Linked DNA regions of Sus scrofa: region 2 is linked to region 1. The links are chromatin contacts, called in public Hi-C maps. All regions are on one chromosome and are shown on one strand. Each heading gives the region's core, a stretch centred on a gene start, on an enhancer-like site or on the middle of the called end of the contact. The rest is flanking DNA. Distances are from core to core; before and after follow the strand shown. Region 1 holds the start of LSM11 (U7 snRNA-associated Sm-like protein LSm11). Region 2 overlaps CYFIP2 (cytoplasmic FMR1-interacting protein 2).

Region 1 (5,473 bases), core at 1,623-4,122:
TGCCAGCGCAATGATTCCAAGGCCATTTACCTCTTTCTAAAAAGAAAGAAAATTATGTGTCTTTATGAGAGCAAAAACTTGTGAAAATAGATGGAGGAGGAGGAAACATTTACCCTCTGTCCTCTAGATACTTCAGTTTGAAAAGTCACCTCCCTGATATTCTCTTTTAGCCACGGCAGTTTAAAGGATCCAGCCTTGTCACTGCGGCGGCTCAGGTTGTTGCCATAGCACAGGTTCAATCCCTGGCCCAGGAACTTCCACGGGCGTAACCAAAAACAAAACTAAAAGTCACCTCCCTGTTGGACTGACTGAAAAAGATTCTTAGTAGCCTCTGTATAATCAGAATAATGACATTTGAATTAGAGAGCAGAGGAGCCCACACTCCCCTTGAGGTCACGGGTGGCACAGGAGTCCTAGTCATTCCACCTGCAGCTGGGCCAGTGGAGTTGGGTGAGGAGCAGCCGGAATTGCATGTTGTCAGGATGTTGGCCTCTGAAGGGGGAGGCAGTGGGGGTACATGGTGAGAGAACGCATATTTCCTTTTGTCCTCATTTCATATTTTAGAGGAATAAGATTAATTTGACTCTATAAAGAACTAATTAAGAGACAGCCCACATCCCAGTGCCTGGTCTTACACTGTAGAATTTACAGCCAAGAAAATGTATTTTTGAAAGGGCAATGGCTGGTCTCATCCCTCACTAATTGACACCCCATCTGTCTACACCTTTTTTTCCCCTTCCTGTTATCCTTCACAGGAATAGGAGATGTGGCTTATGTTTGGTAATTGATAAAATATCTTTTGAGAGAAAATAATAAAGGTTTCAACTCCCTTGGCCTAAATTCTTCATTTATTTTTTTTGTACAGATGCAGTATGTGAGTCTACCATCTGTGTGTGTGTATGTCTTTACATAAACCAGGATCACATTTCTTCATCACAGCAGTGGTTCACAGACTTCAAATGTATTTGAAATGCCTTCTTAACATGCCAGTTCCAAGCTCCCCACATGAGTATTTTGGGGTCCCAAGGTTTTTGATGCATATAATCATCAATCCACTCTGAGTGACAAGGTCCAAATAAGCTAATACTGGACTGTGGTAGGCTAAGGAAGGCCGTGAGAATGTAGCTCTTATTTGGCAAATGTAACTTAATGGTCAGTAAATTATAGCATTTTATATCCAAACAATTAGTTAAGTAGGTATTAGTACAGATTTTCAAGAGAAGCACCCAAGGGAATTTTGTGCTTTCTGTGGGTGCTATGTCACACTACAAAGTCTATCACCTGAATTTGTTATAAAATAAGGGGACACGCACGCACTCATTAAATTGCCAGCAGTTTGCAAGTTTGAGGTTTGTGTTGGGGCAGGGGGTTTTGAGCAAAGAAATATTACTGGGTTTAATATTTATGCCATAATGAAACCTATTGAATTATGTAGTGTTAGAAGTATTGTTGGGTGGTTTTCAGCATGTTTTTGTAGCATGTATTTATTCTAAAGCATACTTCATAGTTGTATATTAATTCTCATTCTGCTCTCTAGGAGAATAGTATTTTTTCAGGCTTCCTTTCCAAATCGTAAAGAAACTTAAAAATGTACACAAAAGCTACCAGTATAGACTAAACACCAGTTGATAGTAGTTTGGGGGAGTGATGGCAGTTAGGAAGGTGATTGGGTGTGGCCTGTAGGTGACTGAAAACAGCTTTGTTGGATGAAGGGTGATATCTGGGTTTTTGGTGTAGACTGTCATTTTCATACCAAAAAACAATGTTTTGCTGAGCAGAGTCTCTAAAGTACAACCAGGTTTTGTAAGTCCTCCATTATTCCACCCTCCAATTGCAGGATCCTCATTTCCTCCAGGTGCTTAGCAGTGCTTGGAAGATTGGTGATAGTGAATTTTCTTTAACACTAGCTTCTTTCCGGTGTATGTGTAAATTTCTTTTTGCATACGGTGTAGGAAATCCAAGACTAGGACCTCCCCCCTCCATTCTAAAGTTTCATTGTACGCTTAAGAAATATTAACATTCAGGAGTTCCCGTCGTGGCGCAGTGGTTAACGAATCCGACTAGGAACCATGAGGTTGCGGGTTCGGTCCCTGCCCTTGCTCAGTGGGTAAACGATTCGGCGTTGCCGTGAGCTGTGGTGTAGGTTGCAGACGCGGCTCGGATCCCGCGTTGCTGTGGCTCTGGTCTAGGCCGGTGGCTACAGCTCCGATTCAACCCCTGGCCTGGGAACCTCCATATGCCGTGGGAGCGGCCCAAAAGAAATAGCAACTACAACAACAACAACAAAAAGACAAAAGACAAAAAAAAAAAAAAAAAAAGAAATATTAACATTCATAGAGAGCATTTGGTATGTGCTGTAGAGGCAGTATCTCTTCATTCTTCCGACGAGTCTATGAAATAGGTAACCATTTCTATCATATTTCAGATGAGAATGTAAAGACCCAGAGAAGCTAAATAGTTTGAGTCCAGCTAGGCTAAACCCCAGTGGTACTCAGAACGAAAGCAAATTGGGGTTCTCCTTGCCCTCCTCCCTCTGCTTCTCCACAGCTCAAGTTAGGGGTAGACTCCAGCTGCAGAAAGCAGAGAACCACCGGGGGAGCTTGTTAAAACGCCAGTCCCGGCCTCCGCTTCTGCTGAATCTGGACTTACTAACACCCCAAGTGATGATGATATAGATAGGGAAACGGTGCGTTAAAGCAGATTAACCTGCTCCCCGCGCACTGATGCGCGCTGCGAGGCCCTGAGGGTGGCATCCCCGCGCCACGCCGCCGGCGGCGCAGAGCGCGGGCAGATGCTGCCCTCCCGCGGCCGCGCGGAGGCAGTGCGACCCCGCGCCGCGGCTGCGCAGTGCCGCCCTCTGGCGGCCCCGCTCCTTCTTCCCATCGGCCTCGGCTTGCGGGCCTTTCAAACATGGAGGAGCGGGAGCGGGGGGCGAGGTCGGCTCGCGCCGGGAGCCCCGCCAGCCCGCCCAGCCCGCTGCTGGATGTCAGCTCTGACAGCTTCGACCCGCTGCTGGCTCTGTACGCGCCGCGCCTGCCTCCCATCCCCTACCCCAACGCGCCCTGCTTCAACAACGTGGCCGAGTACGAGAGCTTCCTCAAGACCGGGTGCCGGGGCGGCGGGCGCGGGCGGGCGCGGGGTGCGGCCGCGGGCTCGGGGGCCCCGCCGCCGCCGGGCCCTCGGGCAGGACCCGCCGCCGCCCGGACGCCCCCGCCCCGGACCCCGAGCGCATCCAGCGCCTCCGCCGCCTCATGGTGGCCAAGGAGGAAGAGGACGGGGCCGCCGGGGCGCGGCGGCGGGGTCCGGCTCGGACCAGGAAGGCGCCGCGCAACGTGCTCACGAGAATGCCCTGTGAGTCCGGCGGGCGGGGCGGGCGGGGCGGGGCTGGGGGCCGGGCAGGGCCGCTGTCCGGAAGGTTGCGGCCGGGAGGCGTCGGCCGGGTGCTTGGGGCTCCGCGCGGGGCGCGAATCCGGGGCAGGGTCCGGGTCAAGGCTACGGAGATAATCAGCGGCCGCGGGCGGGTTCTGCTTGAGGAATGCCGGCAGTGGGGGCGTGGGGAGGGTCTTCTTGCGGAAGGAAGGGTCTGCGGGAGCAGTGGGGGGAAAGTGTAAAGCTGAAGGGGAAAGAAATAGCCCGGGGGAGCGTGTGCCTGGATAATTAGTGTAGACGGTCTGTAAAAGGGGTTGGGGGTCACGGAAGTGGCTATAGAGGTGGTGAGGCGCCTGCAGAAAGCATGTGCAGGGGCGATGGGGTGGGGGCTGTCTGCGGAGGTGATGGGCCTAAAAACGGGATGTCATAGTGAGGGTTTACAGAAGCGAGGAGGTCTTGGGACCACGCACGCAGCGGGAGGGAGGGCACAGCCAGTATTTGGGGAGGAAAAGTGTTCGGTCAGTGAGATTTGGAGATGACGGGATGGAGTGTGAAGAAATCTGTTCAGATGGCACAGTGGACATAATCTTATAACCCCTGCACCTTCAGTGACGGCTCCTTCTTCCTGCTGCAAGGGTCTTGATACATATATGTTCACATTAGCAAATTACAAGTGCTGGAATGCAGCAGGCACAAAATGCCACGAAAACCCAGGCACTGTTTCACAGCCCCTCTGCCAGGCCAAGTGAAGGATTGTGTCTGTCAGGCTTTTATTATATGCACTGGCTAGTTTTAGGTTCTAAAGGTGTAGCAGGCACAAGGGAGTTTCTTGCAGCCTTCTAATAGATCCTTAGGGTAAAGCTGTAAACGGCAGAGGTTGCTCACGTGTGAGTTAGGTCTTGTATAAATGGAGTAAAAACAGCCCAGGTGTTACATCTTCTGTCATCTGGCAAGCAGTCCTGACATCTGCCCCATGGACACAACGACCTACTTAGCCATTGAGAGCATCTCTATCTTGATAGCTAAATCGTGGCGTTATTAAATCACTGTCTTTGGAGAGTTCTGCTAAGCAAAGGAGTATTTTTGTTTCCTCCCTAGAAATGTTTTTATTAAAAGAAAAACATCCTGAAAAGCTGAGTGCTGTTAGGGGCACCTTTGTCCAATGATTTACTGTGCTTACAGCATCCCTGCCTAAGCTAGGGTTTCCCCCAGCTCGCTGGCCCAACAGTGACCCACAGATAGATTATGCATGTTCCTAAATTAAGAGCAGTTTGGGAGACCTTATTTTGCCCATACTTTTTGCCACTAGAAAATTTTCGAGGTGTACTTTGAGTCTCATTTTTATATTTCCATTTGGCCAATTATTGCTTCGCTTTTAAGATTTTCAAGAGAAAAGAAATACTTCTGTGTGGTGCGTGGTTGGGCTTTACCTGTGGAGCCCTTTGCTCTATTATTGGTATGACAGAGTGTCCCGGCCAGCTTTGTCGACTTCCTGCGATTAAATATTGCCTGGAATAGAATCTCGGAATGTGCCCTCGGCACTGGAAATTTTAATCCTACCGCTGGAAACAGTGGGGTGTACCTGGTAGAGATGAGCAGGCATCACAAAGAGCTTGATGGCCTTCAGAAAGCAAAAAAAGTACAGAAGCATGGGTGAGGGTTAGAGTTATTCAAGAAAGAGTTCATGTAAGAGGTCAGCCTCAGGTCTTGAAGCTTGAGGATAACAGTAATTTAACAATCAGACTCTTGAGGTGTAATTCACACATAGCAAAATACAGCCTTTTAAAGTGAGTTTTGACAAGTGTGTAGTTGCGAAATCAGCACAATCAAGATACAGAACAAATCCATCCCCAGAAGTTTCCTCATGCCCCTTTGTAGGTAATGCCATCGGTGTTTGTTATAGCTACCATTATTGGGCCAGTATGTGCTATGCACAGTGTTAGGCCCGTTAGATGCATTATATCTCATTTCACCCTTGGATACTACTTTATAGATGAGGCTCATTGAGCTCAACTACTTGCCCAGCATTACATCACCAGTCACTTTGCAGCTAATCCTTGGCTTTCCAACTCTCAGGCTCGTCTCAGGAGAGGAAGAGTATGTC
Region 2 (5,737 bases), core at 3,142-5,641, 280 kb before region 1:
CTATTTTAGGGCTGCACACGCAGCATATGGAGGTTCCCAGGCTAGGGGTTGAATCGGCGCTGTAGCTGAGGGCCTACACCACAGCCACAGCAACGTGGGATACAAGCCACGTCTGCGACTTACACATACGCCCACTGAGCAAGGCCAGGGATCGAACCTGCATCCTCATGGATCATAGTTGGGTTCATTAACTGCTGCGGCATGAAGGGAACTCATGCGTATATTTATATGTGTATGTAGATATATATGTTATGTGTGTGTAAAATATATATATATATATATATATGTTTTTACTTTTAGTTATAAAAGTCCCAAGCTGAGAAGAGCAGTTACCTCTATGGGGTGTGATGGAGGCAGGGGACAGGGAGTAGGAGTTTTCTACTTCTTATTGTACACCCTAAATTATTGTTTGAATTTAGCACAAAGAGCATTTGCTGCTTTTTTCCTCAAGAGGAAATACTCCCACACTTAACACATGCACGTGATCCTGAGGCACATCCACCCTCCACCGCCCGCCTCAGACTCTCACTCCCTATTCCACTTCTGCTTGATCCAGGGTTATTTCACCCTTCTCCCTGAGAAAAGCCATCCCCAGTTACCAGGACATGCATTCTGTCCCTGCGCTCAGGTCCCACCAAGCAGCACCCCTTGGCCTGACTCTAAGTGTTTCCTCCAGCCCAAACCCAGAGCCCAGTAGTGTTTTGTTTTGTTTTGTTTTAACTGAAAACAAACCAGGATTTGTGGAAAGGCATCCTGACTCCCAGTAATACCTTTCCTTTCCATGGCTCTGTAGTTTCAGACCCACCATAATCTGGGAAACAACCTGTTAGGCTCACTGGCACATCAGGTATCTGGCAAAAATGGCCCATCATTAAGAGGCATCGGTTCTGCAGACATGACCGTGAACCCATCCACAAGCAGGCAGTGTGTGAGACTCCTGGGCTCAGAGATCACTGGATGTGGTCCCTTCCTGGATGGCACTACTCACCTTCTGCACCCTGCATCTTCCAACCCTAGCCCTCCAGGGTTGGACAGGATGCTTTCAGGGCCTCTAACTAGGCACTTACTAAAAAGAAAGAAATGAAGCCCTCCTGGGTATTAACATACTGCTCAACAGTGACAGCTGTCTAAGAGTTGCTCAAATAAACATGTGTCAGTTGAAGTGTTGGCTCACAATTTTACTAACCAAAGGGTGTGGTCCAAAAAGTTTGGAGCTGGCTGGTCTAGGTGCACACAACCACTGAATGAAAAGAGTCATCAAACAAGCATTGATCCTTGAAACCCAGAGGAGGGGGTGACAGGAAAGACTTCCCAGGCGAGCTCTTACACAGAGCTCGTTACCTGGGGTCTCCACAGTGGTGGGGGGGGGGCATGTCATCTCCATCCTAGATGATGAGCAGATGTTTATCCTCAAAAATCTTCAAGAGAGGGGGCGACTAAAGCGGTCAGGCACCTTTGTCCAAAGCCACTACAGTCCTTGAAACATGTCCTGTTTGTTTTATTATCCTTGCCGGTTATGGTCCTTGAAACATGTCCTGTTTGTTTTATTATCCTTGCCGGTTATGGCCATGAAATCAGAGCTTTGGTTACTCACTTCTGTATAGAAGAGTTTGCTTTCCTTTTTTTTTTTTTTTTTCAGGGCCGCACCTGCAGCACATGGAGGTTCCCAGACTAAGAGCTACAGCTGCCAGCCTGCACCACAGCAACGCGGGATCTGAGCCACATCTGCAACCTACACCACAGCTCATGGCAACACCAGATAGCTGACCCACTGAGCAAGTCCAGGGATCAAACCCTTGTCCTCATGGATACTAGTCAGATTTGTTTCCACTGCACCCCAAGGGGAACTCCTCAATGACTTTTCTATAAGGAGACTGGTGAATAGGATGCCTAGAAGCTGAGAGTTTGGAGGTCATCATGCAGTTGGCTCTACTAAGTGCCATAGGTCTCCAAACATCTGGGAGGTAGTTTAATTATCTCATTAAAATCCCCCCCAAGCTCCTAAAATACCCTGATGTTTGAGCCCTTTCCTACTTCAAAGAAGACAAAATCTTTGCCAGTGGGCCCAGGTAAAAGGCCTTAAAGCTACACACGCGATTGTGATGTACAACCAGGATAGAGAGCCTCTGTTCTAGAAGGCATCCTCTTAACTAGCATCACCAGGGCTTAGTCGGTGATGTGTTCTCTTGCTCTATCTGCACACCACGCACACCACTGGTCCTGTTATTTACATAATTTTTTTTTGCTTTTTTTTTTTTTTTTTTTGCTTTTTAGGGCCCCACCCGTGGCATATGGAAGTTTTCAGACCAAGGGTCAAATCAGAGCTACAGCTGCCAGCAATGCTGGATCTGTGACCTACACTACAGCTCACGGCAACACTGGATCCTTAACCTACTGAGCAAGGCCAGTAATTGAACCCACATCCCCATGGATCCTAGTCAGGTTCGTTAACAGCTGAGCCATAGAGGGAACTCCCTAAAGTAGCTTTTTAACTTAAACTTATTTTAAAAGGAAACTTCATATTACTTCCACTGGAAAAAAAAAAGTCATTATCTCTAGCTGTCATTAGAAAACAACCAGAATAATAAATTGTCAAAACAATATAGCTGATATAATTCCAGTTTCTGCTGGTGTAGGCCCTGCGCCTAAGGCCTGTGCATTCTCTCTGTTAAAAACAGAGATTAGCAAATGTTATAGAAATGGGAAGACATGCTGGTTCCCAATGGAGACACTCTCATTAGAGTTGTCAGAAAGATGAATAGGAAACGCAAAAGGAAAAAAATGTTCTTGCCGTGACTCACCCTTAGGACCTTCCATTGCCTTGTACCCCCATTTCCCACCCTTTGGAAAATGCAAACCTTGGGCGACATTGACACGCATTTGGGGGGAAGGAAAAACTGCTTTCTTGGTCAGTTTCCTGGCTGTAGATCCTTCCCAGGCAGGAGTCTAATCCAGAATAATCATTCTTTTTCTCCTTGGCAATTCGGAGGGTAAGAGGGAGCAGGGGTGGAGGTGAGACATAGTAATGAATAGCATGGTTTGAAGGAGGCACAGATGGGGAGGAGAGACACACATTAGATAAGATTAAATGATTTATTCAGCCAGGGCTCCAGGGAGCTCCTGGAAGTGAGGGGCCCACGGAGCAGAAGCAGAGGGAGCATACCACCAGGGAGCTTTCCACTGCACCCGGAGTTCCCCTTGCGGGGCTGGAGGCTGCAGCTCATACTTTCTGTGCAGAGGAAGATGGAGGTAGATGTGAGAAGCCTAATTTCATGACTGCTCCACGGGCCCTGTGTCCTTGGGGCTTCACCTCAGTCTGCAGGAAACACACTGACCTTATGTGCAGCCATATAAGGGAATGTTTAGACTGCTGTGCTCTCTCGTTGGGTCCAGTTCCCCCCTCCTCCCTCCGGAAAGCCAGGGAAGGGATTCCTGTGGTGGTGGGGGTTCCACCTCCAGTTTTCCAGCTCATTTCTCCACACTCACTGGAGTCAGTCCGCCCCCCAGAAAGTGTTCATGTTAGTATTACTGTCTTTTTGTTGCCTCCAAACTCAGAATGTCATTTAAGGAAATACTATTTAGAGCGTCAACTAAAACTGATTCAGAGTTTTTCCACCCAGAGCCAGAGCCTAGGAGCTCCTGCTATAGTACAGTAGATTCACGATCTGGCTTGTCTCTGTGACGTTGCCAGTTGGATCTGTGGCCCAGCACAGGGGGTTAAAGATGTGGCTCTGATTTGGATTCGATCCCTGGCCTGAGAACTTGCATAGGCTGTAGGTGTGGGCTTAAAATAAAAAGGGGGGGGGGAATACCTTAGGAAAAACTAAGAAAATGTTAGTGTAGTGTAGGTGATCGCAATACTGAGGTTACGTAGGAAGATGTCCTCTTTTGCAGGAGTTGCGTGCTGAAGTGTGTATTGCTGAGTGATGCAGTGGCTTCAGCAGACTTGCACATCATTCACTAAATCTGAGAGCATCCCAAAGCAGATAGGGCACAACGTTCACTGCGACGCTACATTGAGACTATGGAGGTGTTCATTGTTCTTTCAAATGCTTTGTGTATTTAACATTTTTCATAACACAGACTTGAGGGTGTAAAGGAAACTGCATCATGCAATCTGGAAAGAATAAGGGTCACCGAGCAGACAAGGTCATGGTGTGTAAGGAGGAAGAAAAGTTATGACGGTTGTTGTTGTTTTTCAGCTCCTTCCGCTAGTTGGTGAGATTTATTCTTGGTAACATGTGCCCCAGAGCTACCTCTGACCTCATTTTTTTAATTGATAGAGGCATCTGCTAGTGCGGAACTCAGCCACGACTCTCAGGCTGCCCATCTGTTTGATTTGTGAGCAGGAAATAGGAGTTCGGGATCATGAAAAGGCAAAGCTGGGGAAGCCAGCCAGTCCAAATTAGGAGGCCACTCAGGTTTGTGAGCGCCTGGCGGGGAGCACTCAGGACACTGCTGTTGGCTGCCCTCTTCCCAGGGGACCTGGTGGGTGGGGAGACTTTCCCTCTGCTTCTGGATCTTTTAAAGGAAAGAAAATAACAGTGCCTTCTCCCTGTGCTTGGTTTAAGAGAAATGTTTCCGGGAGTCCCCGCTGCGGTGCAGTGGGTTAAGGATGTGGTGGTGTCTGTAGCAGCACAGATTCAATCCCCGACCCAGCACAGTGGGTTCAAAATCCAGCATTGCTGCAGCTGTGGCTCAGATTCGATCCTTAGCCCACGAACTTCCATGTACTGAAGGTACAGCCAAAAAAGAAAAAAAGAGAAATGTTTTCTTTGAGAGTCACTGCCTTTGCATTCTTGCTCAGGGTGAAATTTGCTAGGAGGTAACACATTAGGGGATAAAAAGAGCTGATTGGCCTATGTAGCAGCAAAAACATCATCACTGTAAATCAGAACATGCCTCTCCTGCTTAAAACTGACAGGTGGCTTCTCATAGTACTTAAAATTCGAACTCCAAGCTTTGACCTGTGATGCCCAGAGAATTCATCCATGCCTGCTCCCCGAACCCTGTCTCTTATTACCCATCTCTTCCTCCACAGTTCAATCACATGGCCAGAGATGTCAGGCTAGAGATGCAGAATCTGAGGGGCCCTGAAAGTCTGTATCAGGACCATGGCCAAATCTTACTTTCCTTGGTGTCTACTCTGATGCTTGCTGGCATGTACCCTCTTGGTGTTAAAATTCAGGGGGCACCAAGAGCATCCCCCCAAAAGAGCATCTCTTCTGGTTTCTTATCCCAATGTCTGTAATTCTCCTACTAGGAACTTTGTCAATTTGAAATGTTATATAATCTCTAGAAACCCCACTAAAATAACAGAATCTGCTGAGACTGATTGTAAGAAAGATGATGCTGTGAGAGCCAGAACTTTGGTGTACTCATTTATCAAATAATTTTGAGGAATAGGAAGATCACTCAGGAAAGAGAAACTAAAAGACCTGCTCCAGGTCAGTGGGAGGGAGGGAGGGAAAATCACTGAAGTCAAAACTCTGGACTGTGACGTAGAAACTGGACTATACCTGAGGAGATGTTAATAGAATACTCTGATACAAGTAGATTACAGAAGAACAATATTGTATATGCCATTCTTATTTTAAAATATATGCTTAGGGAGTTCCCGTTATGGCTCAGTGGTTAACGAACCCAAGTAGCAACCATGAGGATGTGGGTTCGATCCTTGGCCTCATTCAGTGGGTTAAGGATCCAGCGTTGCCATGAGCTGTGGTATAAGTCATAG

The links. Hi-C and Micro-C count contacts between places; a contact is called where the count stands out from the background.
Region 2: a contact with region 1 is called in a Hi-C map of fetal liver, with 2.0 times the contacts expected there. The contact joins the enhancer-like site here to the promoter of LSM11 in region 1. A contact is called at or near these places in 1 of 5 promoter capture datasets (liver), 22 of 47 Hi-C or Micro-C datasets (alveolar macrophages, blood, embryonic fibroblasts and 13 more) and 2 of 2 datasets of contacts at active chromatin or transcription factors (alveolar macrophages and skeletal muscle).

The regions. Positions count from the first base shown.
Region 1 is chr16:65,598,004-65,603,476 of Sscrofa11.1, reverse strand. LSM11 (U7 snRNA-associated Sm-like protein LSm11) reads left to right here and starts at 2,872. Exons shown (of 5, transcript XM_021076895.1): 1 at 2,872-3,157; 2 at 3,160-3,351. The coding sequence starts at 2,911. It overlaps THG1L (probable tRNA(His) guanylyltransferase), which reads left to right. Exons shown (of 6, transcript XM_003134104.4): 6 at 1-840.
Region 2 is chr16:65,880,810-65,886,546 of Sscrofa11.1, reverse strand. The region is part of intron 26 of CYFIP2 (cytoplasmic FMR1-interacting protein 2); the gene reads left to right. Among named protein-coding and RNA genes, the nearest start is that of FNDC9, 18 kb to the left of the region's middle. Within about 2 kb of position 4,391, at least 33 of the 83 cell types and tissues checked have an H3K27ac peak or open chromatin away from gene starts, as enhancers often do. A contact at or near this core is called in fetal liver, fetal skeletal muscle, liver and 2 more, where this site is marked.